Linked DNA regions of Oryctolagus cuniculus: region 1 is linked to region 2. Evidence: chromatin contacts called from public Micro-C data. All regions are on one chromosome and are shown on one strand. The core of a region is the stretch at or near the end of the contact, and the rest is flanking DNA. Distances in the headings are between cores, read along the strand shown. Region 1 holds the start of PYURF (PIGY upstream open reading frame). Region 2 holds the start of TIGD2 (tigger transposable element derived 2).

The links. A called contact is a pair of places that touch in the nucleus more often than the background predicts.
Region 1: a contact with region 2 is called in a Micro-C map of ear pinna, with 9 times the contacts expected there. The contact joins the promoter of PYURF here to the promoter of TIGD2 in region 2. A contact is called at or near these places in 2 of 6 Hi-C or Micro-C datasets (ear pinna and an unstated tissue).

What each region holds. Positions count from the first base shown.
Region 1 is chr8:77,136,853-77,141,727 of mOryCun1.1, reverse strand. It overlaps PYURF (PIGY upstream open reading frame), which reads right to left and starts at 1,632. Exons shown (of 2, transcript XM_002717003.5): 1 at 1,304-1,632. The coding sequence starts at 1,491.
Region 2 is chr8:76,533,003-76,538,528 of mOryCun1.1, reverse strand. TIGD2 (tigger transposable element derived 2) reads left to right here and starts at 3,892. Exons shown (of 2, transcript XM_070047872.1): 1 at 3,892-4,213; 2 at 4,395-5,526. The coding sequence starts at 5,299. It overlaps FAM13A (family with sequence similarity 13 member A), which reads right to left and starts at 3,803. Exons shown (of 24, transcript XM_070047870.1): 1 at 3,419-3,803.

The DNA.
Region 1 (4,875 bases), core at 383-2,882, 610 kb before region 2:
ACTATCAGTAACAAAAGCTCTCCTTTTACCCAAATATTTCCCCATTACTTTGGTGAACTCCAAAACCAGTCTACTTAACTACTGGAACAGAAAGTAGAGAAAAACTCAACTTTCTCAATTTCAGAATCCTAAAGAAAGAAACTTAACTGATCTATTAGAAAGGAATCACTGAAAAAATAAAAATATGCAAAATAAAAATTGAGAAAGAGGAGAAGGCAGAAACAAACTGGAAACCAGTGAGTGTGCAGGGAGCTATCAGTGAGCTGAAAGGCAGATCAAATGGGAATTTCAAGGGTTAAAATGGACTGTGCACTACAGAGAAACAGACTAGAAAATACGAAAGTAAAACTTGCTAGCAATGTACCACCCAAAGATAACCAGAGAGAACATTTTCTTAAAATTTGTTTTTATTTATTTGAAAGGCAGATGGGGGGGCGGGGTACAGGGAGCGCCATCTTCATTCACTTGCTCACTCCCTGATCAGCCTCAGCAGCCAGGACTAGGCCAGGCTAAGCCGGACCTCGATCCCGGTCTCCCTCATGGGTGGCAGAGGCCCAGGTGCACATTGGCAGGAAGCTGGAATCCGGGGGAGACAGGACTTGACCCAGGCACTCAGACAGGAACTCCGATTCAGGATGTGGTGTCCCAAGCTGGCGGTGGGCGCTGCACCAAACGCCACCACCACTGGCAACACTTCAGTGTTTAGTTTATGTCGTAGGAAATACTAGTTTTGTCCATATTCAGTTTTAATAGCCTGGAACTGTAGCGCTGTGTCCCCAAGAACTGGGTCTAGGCTTAAAGCGGCTTTTGCAGAAACCAGCTAGCCCGCAACTGAGCGAGCCTCTAGGCAGCACACGCGGCTCAAGCGCAAGAGTGTCAGGCGTCAGCAGGGCAGGGCAGGGCGCGGCGCCGTCGTCTTGGCTTAGAAACCTGAATGCCTTGGACTTGTCAGACTCTTACTCCTCCAATCGCCGCGGGACCTTTCTCCAGGCCTCGCCGCACGCCTGGGGCTGGGCCGGGGTGGTGGGGGGCGTCCCGGAATCCGCCCGCTGAGCGCATCGCGCCGGTGCCAGTGGCGGACCCCCAAAAAGGCTCCGACCCCGGCCTGCGGCCGGCGATTCGATGTGGCAGGTGTGGGACTCGGCCCCGCTCCGGCCTCCGGAAAATGGCAGCGGAGACTACTTGGGCTGACCCGAACGCCGCCCCCCCCGCGCCGCAGCGGCTTTGGGAGGCCGCACGCTCCCCCTGCCCTCTCCCCGCCACAGCAGGCGGCGGAGGGAAGCCCGACGCCGGGCACTCTCACCTGAGCGGCTTCTTGGACAGGGGGCACACCAGGAACTCTAGCAGCGCCGGGTCGAAGGCGCTGGGCGGCTGCCCCGCCCGCTCGCTCCGATCTGCCGAGGGCCGCGACCCAGTCGCGTGCAGGCACCTACGGCCGACCCCCGACGCCCGCAGCGCTGAGGCGAGCCTGCCGCGTGCTCCACTAAGCATCGTCAGGTTGCCGGCGACCCCCGCTCGGCGCGCCCTGCGCCAGCCGCGCGGCGTCCCGGCCGCTCAAGCCCCGCAGGCCAGACCTTACCCTCCGGTGCGCGGGGAAACGCTGCCCGGGCGCCGGCGGAGGCTGGCGCTTTGGTTCCGGGGCCGCTCAGGGCCGCCGCCTGGACCCAGAGGCCTCGAGCGACCGCTGCGCTGAGGTCACGTGACTTAAGTGGGGTCCACAGTATTAAGCTTGGAGTTACGTGTTATCTCCACCTGAGAGTGCAAAGACACTCAGATTGGATGTATTGACAGTTAATTGGTTTGATGTAAATCCTTACTTTCTAGTTTCTGTAACCTGTTTGGCTTTCTCTTTTTTATCATAAAATAAAAAAGTTTAAGAGGCTGGCATTTGGCACTTGGGACTCCTGCATCTCATATTTTTATTATCATTATTTTAAAGATTTATTTACTTATTTGAAAGTCAGAGGTACACAGAGAGAGGAGAGGCAAGAGAGAGAGGTCTTCCATCTGATGGTTCACTCCCCAGATGGCTGCAATGGCCGGAGCTGCGCCGATCCGAAGCCAGGAGCCAGGAGCCAGGAGCCTCTTCCAGGTCTTCCACGTGGGTGCAGGGGCCCAAGGACTTGAGCCATCTTCCACTGCTTTCCCAGGCCATAGCAGAAAGCTGAGTTGGAAGAGGAGCAGCCGGGACTAGAACCAGCGCTCATATGGGATGCTAGCGGTTCAGGCCAGGGTGTTAACCCACTGCACCACAGCGCCGGCCCCTCCTGCATCCCATATTTAAGGGCCTGCGTTCAAGTCCCACCTCAGTTTCCAGTTCTAGCCTCCTGCTAATGCACATTAACAGGTAGCAGATGATGGGTCCCTGCCACCCACATGGGAGAGTCAGATGGAGTTCCAGCCTATTGCCTTCAACCTGGCCCAATTCTGGTTGTTGGCATTTAGGAATTGAAACAAAGGATGGAAGATCTGTCTCTCTGCCTTTCAAATAAAATGAAAATTAATTAATAAATTAATTTAAAAAGCAACACTTAACCTGAAAGGAAGGGCTTAGGACTCTTGCAGTGGGACCAGCTGTTACCTAACCCAAAGTGGGTTCACTTCCTGATGAGTGGGAATCAGAAGCTGCACTGGGAGGAGTCATGCAGAGTAATCTCTGTGTGCAGCAAAAGAGACCACGGGGAATCATTTCAAAAGCTGTGGCTCCCTACGCAAGGAAAGCAGGTACCTCTGATTTGGGGTGGGGAATGACTATTCAAGAGGAAATGTTTTGTGGTTACACACGGTGGGGTATAAGCCTGCGCTTGCACCGTTTGGAAGCATGCTCTTACGTACATTGCTTGTTACGGCATGAGCCTTAAGCTCCTCCTGGGGTGGAGGTCTTAGCACTAAAAGGAAGCAAACAATGACCTTTGAACCCTTCTTGGGCAATCCCTGTGTAGATGTCATTTTTGCGGTAGGGTTTGGCCAGTTCAGGGTGACCAGTGATTGCATCTCTTGCCTGGAATGTGATGGAAAACAACTTTGAAAGACACCAGGTGCTTTGGAAACTTTAGGGCTTTGTAGTAGAAATGCGTCAGGGTAAAGGCTTCAGCTGCTGCAGGTAATGGCAGGTGACACATTGTTGTGAACTCAATTTCTTTCTTTTTTAACAGAGAGAAATATTTTCAAAGTATTTTCCTTACTCTTTGGGTTAAGATTTATTTATTTATTTGAAAGTCAGAATTACAGAAAAAGAGAGAGAGAGAAAGAGATCTTCTATCTGCGGGTTCACTCCCCAAACAGCCACAAGAGCCAGGGGTGGACCAGGCCAAATCCAGGAAGCCAGGAACTTCATCCGGGTCTCCCATGTGGGTGCAGGGGCCCAAGCACTTGGGCTGTCTTCTGCTGCTTTCCAGGCCATAGCAGAGAGCTGGATCAGAAGTGGAGTGGAGCAGCTAGGTCTTGAACTGGCGACCATATGGGAAGCCCGTGCTGTAAATGGTAGCTTAACCCACTATGCCACAGTGCCATCCCCTGAACTCAATTTCTTAATAATATAAAACTTCCTTCTGGGGCTGGCGCTGTGCCTACATCCCCATATGGGTGCCAGTTCAAGTCCCAGCTGCTCCACTTCCGATCCAGCTCTCTTCTATGGCCTGGGAAAGCATTAGAAGATGGCTCAAGTCATTGGGCCCCTGCACTCACGTGGGAGACCCAGAAGTTCCTGGCTCCTGGATTCGGATCAGCACAGCTGCAGCTGTTACAGCCACCTGGGGAATGAACCAGCGAATGGAAGACCCCTCTCTCTGCCTCTGCCTTTCTGTAACTCTGCCTTTCAAATAAATTAATTAATTTAAAAAAACCAAACCTTACTTCTATAGATGAGCTTGATGGTCAAGGAATCTCAGTAACTGTGTAATCGGCTGATGTGCATGAGACAAATGGCCAGTCCAGGCAGTGGCTTTTTGAATCCAGGTTTGCCTCCAGCTCTCCAAAGAAGTGAGGCATGTTTGGTGTCTTTCTTATAGTGTATTAGGTGAGAACTTTGGCTCTTGGCACCCCACAGTTTGGCTCTATGTCCACAGTTTACTAGCTGGATAATTCCAGCAAATGACTTAACAACACTTCCTTGCATATGCAGGAAGATTAATAATTATAACTATTTTGTGAATTCCTCTCAAGGTAGGAGTTAAATGTGATAGCGTATGCAGTCACCATCTTAAAAAGTGTGCAAATTCATGTTATCTATTGTTATTTTTGTTTTATCTATTCTTCCTAGTTCTACATACTCAAAGATTCATTGTCAGACATAGGTTTTTTTCCCCTTTGTTTTGCTGATTATTGGCTGGCTTTATCATTTCATACCTTGAGTTCCTGGGAGAGAGTGTGGGATATACAGGTACAAATACAAATTTGTGTTTTCGATTTTCTCCTCTACTCAACAATGTAATAGTCACTGGGGAAGTGTTTATGTTATTTGTTCATCCTATTTAAAAGAACCCAGAATATCATTTGATGCTCATAAGATTTCTTAAGGCTTGGGTACTGAATAGAGTACTGAAAAGGAAACTTCTCTGGGCAGGTGGATGCTTAAGAGATAATGAAAGCCAGTGGTAGCCAGCCCTCCCTCCTGACAGAGAATCTTTGACATTCAGAGCTTTTCATTATTAGCGTTGCTAATGGACTAGAGAATGGAACAGTTGTTAGGGTTGTTCCTGTGTTACCTGCATGCTGTTTCCTACTAAAGAAGTAGCAGGAATTAATTTTTTAGTTGAAGTTAGCTGATCCTTTGGCCCCGAGGGAGAAGGTGAACACTAGGGTATGTTTCAGGTAGAGGGAAGTAGATCTTTTTGACTTCAGCCAGCACTGAATGGACCCAGCTGTTGACCCTGG
Region 2 (5,526 bases), core at 2,643-5,142:
TAATATTAAAATGATTATTTTGCCTTTTGACTATAACATAAAACGAAATAATTGTAGAGTTGAAAAACTGCAAAGAACAAACTTTGATTACTGGGAACTGTTTCATTTCCCATTTGCCTGAAAATGCATAAATACTCCAAAAGAAAAAATATATTTTAGAGAATTACCTTCAATATTTTATGTCCATCAAAGTAGAGACAGTAGTGGTTTTTGTGCAAACCATTGATCTTCAACAAGCAATAACTATTTTAAAATTATCAGTGGAGACAAACACTATTTTATTTAAACAGGTTTGATATACACAGAATAATGTATCAGGATAAAAAATTTATATCTTCAGCTTAAGTTTATCAGAGTAATTCAAGTATCACAAAACAAAAATTTCCAAATAAATGAAGGTCAATGATAAAGAAAATTGAAACCAACAAAAAAAAGTAATCTTTCAAAATTAAGACCCTACTTAGAGATATTTTATGGTGTGTAACAATTATTACAGAGGAAGACTACTACTGATGAATCTGTATGCTGTACCTACATTGTCATCTCAGCAGAAAAGGAAATGTAGCTTATAATATTGAGAAACATAAGTTACTTTCGGCTGATCTGAGTACTTTTCAGTACTTAATGAACACTGCAATGAACTAAAGGCTTGTCTGATAAACACTGTTACAAACCTCAAGTGTTCTCATCACTAGAATGTCTTTTTGGAAGCTGATGTTGAACATCCTGTTTTGTAAAATGACACCTTTAATGAATTCCTTTTCATGTCTATGGTGGTGGTGTGGACAAAGCTTGGTGTTTTAAAACTAGAATGATGGGGCCAGTGCTGTGGCATTATGGGTAAAGCTACCAGCTACAGTGCTGGCATCTCATATGGGTGCCAGTTGGAGTCCTGGCTGCTCCTCTTCCAATCCAGCTTTCTACTGTGGCCTGGGAAAGCAGTAGAAGATGGCCCAAATCTTTGGGGCCCTGCACCCATGTGGGAGACTGGGAATAAGCTCCTGGCTTCAGAATGGCCCAACTCTGGCCATTGCAGCCATTTGGGGAGTGAACCAATGAAACCTCTCTCTCTCTCCCTTTCAAATAAATGTAAAAAAAAAAATGATTTGGGCTCAAATTTTTGTTCTGCCACTTTCATTGGATAGATTCATATACTTTTTTGTGTGTGTGTGTGACAGGCAGAGTGGACAGTGAGAGAGACAGAGAGAAAAGTCTTCCTTTTTTCCATTCATTCACCCCCCAATGGCCGTTGCGGCCGGCGCGCTGCAGCCGGCGCACCACGCTGATCTGAAGCCAGAAGTCAGATGCCTCTGCTGGTCTCCCATGCGGGTGCAGGGCCCAAGGACTTGGGCCATCCTCCATTGCACTCCTGGGCCACAGCAGAGAGCTAGACTGGAAGAGGAGCAACTGGGACAGAATCCAGCGCCCCAACCAGGACTAGAACCTGGTGTGCCAGCACCGCAGCTGGAGGATTAGCCTATTGAGGCTCAGCGCCGGCCAGATTCATATACTTTTTTAGCCTTTGTTTCCTTGTACATAAAGTAACAGTTACCACAGAGTAATGTGGCAGTGATTAAGGGAGACTATATACACAGAGCAAGGAAGAAATGCTGGTAGCAGACTTCCAAGGTTTGATTAGAGAATAAACTACAATGACTGGTAAAGGCAATTAGTAAAAAAAGATACAAAAATACTAGCATAATGAAGTAAAATGGATCTTAGGTTTTCAAAAGCAGCTCAGAGGGAAGTGCACAGGGGACTCTGAGGTAGAAAAATGTTGGGTGGGAAAGCTGAGGCAGTGACCCAAAGTCAGGAACTGACAATAAAAAATTCTCCATGGTCAACCAGGCTTTTAATAAGTATGCCCAACCTGCTAGTTCTTTTAAAATTAACTATTATGTATCTATAAACCCACACACAGATTCTTTTTAGAGCAGTTTTAAATTCACAGCAAAACTGAGTAGAGATTTTCTGTATAGCCTCTCACAGGTGCATAGTCCCTGCTTACCAACATCCTCCATAAGGGATACATTAGTTACAACTGATGAGCCTCCATGGCTACATTGTATCATCCAGAGGGTGGCTTAGTTACCATTCACTCCAGCTGGTATTCATTCTACATTTGAACACAAGTATTGCCTATTACACTATCACACCAGAGGATTCTATTCCTAACATTGTATTTTAAGTCCCCTCTCCTCCCATTCCCAAACCGTTTTTTCCTAGCAAAAAGCTCACCAAGTTGACCAAACTATCCTCTGCCTTGGGGAGAGTCTTAATAAAATTTGCTAAACACAATTGCCTTGAGTGAAAGAAATGTGGGTTATATGCAGATCCGAACTTAACACAAGGTGATAAAAAGGAAACAGCTGTTGGATATGAAATATCAGCAAGAGAGAGAATGCAGGAGACACAGAAAAGGGAGCAAGTGGCAGGCAGAGAATTAAACCATGGAGCTCCATTGTTTATTTCAATATAAGAGGACAGAGGAAGCCACCAGTCTGGCGGGTGAGGGGCAGGGCAGGGCCAGGCAGGCTCCCCGATGTCCACACGGCTGGCAAGCTGTGGAAGTCGGCGCTCTTCCCTAATGCGGCCTGAACAACACGTCAGATTCAAACGTGACACGTAAAAACCAGGGATCAGAAAACTTTTAATCGGGATGTAAAGCTACCATGAGCTTGTACTTTGTCCCAAGTGGCCAGGCAGGACGGCCAAAAAGGGTTAGGGTTGGCTGGCCACCCTCTGGGGAGCAGGCAGCGGGCGGCCCGCCTTCCTGGGGGCAGTCAGCGAAGGTGTTTGGCAACAGACACAATCTCACAGCACAGAGGATCTCCACCAGACTGAGCGGAGGGCCGCGACCCGAGGCAAGGCCGCGGCGCGGTTAGGGGCTGCGGGAGTCGCAGGGAAGGCTGAGCATCCACAATCCTTTCGGGCAGCCACAGAGAAAACTCAGATTTCCATCTCGGCCCGCCTGGTCCAACACAGGACGAGTTACTATGTTACTTCTGCGCTAAGGAAAAAGTTAGACCAGATGTCGTAGACACTCAACTACAGACGCTCGCATTGTTTTTCAAAGTACTGTCATGCATTTAAAAATAATAACGACAAAAGGGAGGCGAGCGAAGCGCGTTTGCTCAGGTTTACACACGTGCTGCGGGCTGCAGGTGCAGCCGCTCCCTGCTCCGGGCTAGGCTGCAGCCGGCTCGCCTGGAAACCGCTACAGAGAATCTCTGTCTATCCCACCTGAGAAGCAGTGGGCGTTCAGGTGCTTCCCCAGGGCTGGCGCGTCCCCCAGCGCGCGCTGGGCTTGGCACCCGGGGCAGGGAGCCTGGCACCTGCGCGCGCGCGCTCGCCCCGTCCCCAGGGGCGCCCCCCTCCCTGCCTCGGACAGCGGTCAGCTGCAACCGCTCGGTCCTACCTGGCCTCATGATCCGCGCTCGGCCCGGGCCTCTTGTCCCAGCTGCGGGGCGCGGGCCCCCCGGGAGCCAGCAGTACGAGGCGCGGGTGCCAGGCCGCCAGCGCAGGGCGGCGGAGGCTGTTTGTAAACACGCTCCACGTGCGCTCGCCCTGCCCCATTCGCGGCCGCTCCCAGCCCCGGAGGATGCCTTCCCTGCCCTCACCGAGGGCGAGTTTTATTCCCCCTGGGGAGGAGGAAGCCTCGCCCACAGAGCTGGGTCACTGGGAAAAGTGCCAAGGCGGGGAGTGCTTTACCGCCCCCTGCTGGCCAACGGGGCAGCCGGCAGCCCCAAGCACCTGGGCCCTGAGCGCCGAATCCACGCCGCGTCCACCCGAGCCCCGCCCCCCCGAGCCGCGCGCGCGCCCGCGCAGGCCCCGCCCCTCGCCGACACAACGTTCCTGCGGGGGCGCGCGCGTGCTCCCTAATCCCCCGCCTTCCGGCTCCGCCAGCGACGCTGGCTCCTCGCCGCCGCCGCTGCCGCCGCCGCCGCCGCCGCCGCGCCACCAGTGTCAGCCTGCGCCCGGGAGACTCCATTTGCTCTCGGTGCGGTGTGAGGCGGGCGAAAGGCGATGCCCGCGGCCGGCGGACTGGCGTGCCCTGCGCCGAGCGGCCGCTCGCGGGCTGGCTGGCCGCGGCGGTGACACCCGGGTGGCCGGCGGCCCCGGCGGAGCCCGGGCTCCTCCGCGGGAGGAAAGACGCCCAGCGGGGAGAGGCCCTCGCTGACACGGCTGCTCTCTGACCTCTTAATTTCGGGAGGTAGGCACTTCAGGTCCCTCTGTCCGCCACCCCACATGACGCCCGAACGCATTAGCGCTCGTGTGTAGCCACCACATTGGTAGGAGGCGTTGCTTTTCCCAACATAGTTACAGGAGAGGTGTGGGTAATGCCACAGACCTTGATGTTGGACAAAAAAAATGTTTTTGGTGTTTCCCTTCAGGTCCCAGAGGCTCCGAGTACACCCCTACAGCCCCACAGGAACGACTTCTGTTGGCTCATGGAGGATCTGCCTTCACCAGGACTATTGTAACCTCGTCTCCACCGCGCCTTCCACCCCATAACCTTCGCCTCGGGTCCTGATTTCCACCAAGGAAGTTTCTTGATGCTTTGTAGAAATCACGCGACATCCCCTCTTGCCCACTTTTCTGCTTCCCACTTGCCAAATGCACTAGGCATACGTTTGCGTCGCCTTGGAGTACAGTTTTCTGCTTGTCCGTTTTCACCTTATTAGCCCTGCTCACTCCTGCCCAGCTCGCCTTAGCTTGCTTGCCTGTGATTTCCTTAAGCTCTCACCTGCCTAAGCTGTAGCAGCCCTTGCCTAGTAGAGACCAGACGGAGTCCTCTGGTGACAGAGACCACAGGGTGTGGGGGCGGTGTGGGTGAGAGTTTTCCCATTCTACTTTCCCTTTGTGTCAAGGTTGCATCTCTTCTCTCAGTGCCATTCACATTTCCCCAGGTGCCACTACCGAAGTCTTAGTGGCTTTAGCAATACCTGCAGTGATTGCAAAAATGGAGTATGTGATAGGACTGTTATAGAGACCTTGCTGGTCCAGCATTGGCTCAACGTCTAACCTCCAGTGAGATACAGTTCGTGAAAAGACCTTAAAGTAAGTGAGGATGATGAAAGGTACAGGGTCAGGTTAATTGGAGATGGTCTTGACTGTGGGAACTTTATGAAGTTTAAAACAGCAAGTGAGGAGACTCAGTAAACCTCATCTGGGAATCGGGCCATCAGTCTCTCCAGCTGGGTTCCAGGGGACAAAGAACAGCCCTTCCCCAATTTTCTACTCTCTTGGTATTGGACTCTTAAGTTTATTATCTCATTGTAGTAATTGCTTCCTAAAATGCTGGGGAAACGTAAGCGTGTGGTGTTGACAATTAAGGACAAGCTTGACATTATTAAGAAACTTGAGGAGGGCATCTCTTTCAAAAAACTCTCTATTGTGTATGGAATCGGTGAATCCACAGTTCGGGATATCAAAAAGAACAAAGAGAGGATTATAAACTATGCGAACAGTTCGGATCCTACAAGTGGGATATCCAAACGTAAATCCATGAAGTCATCCACGTAT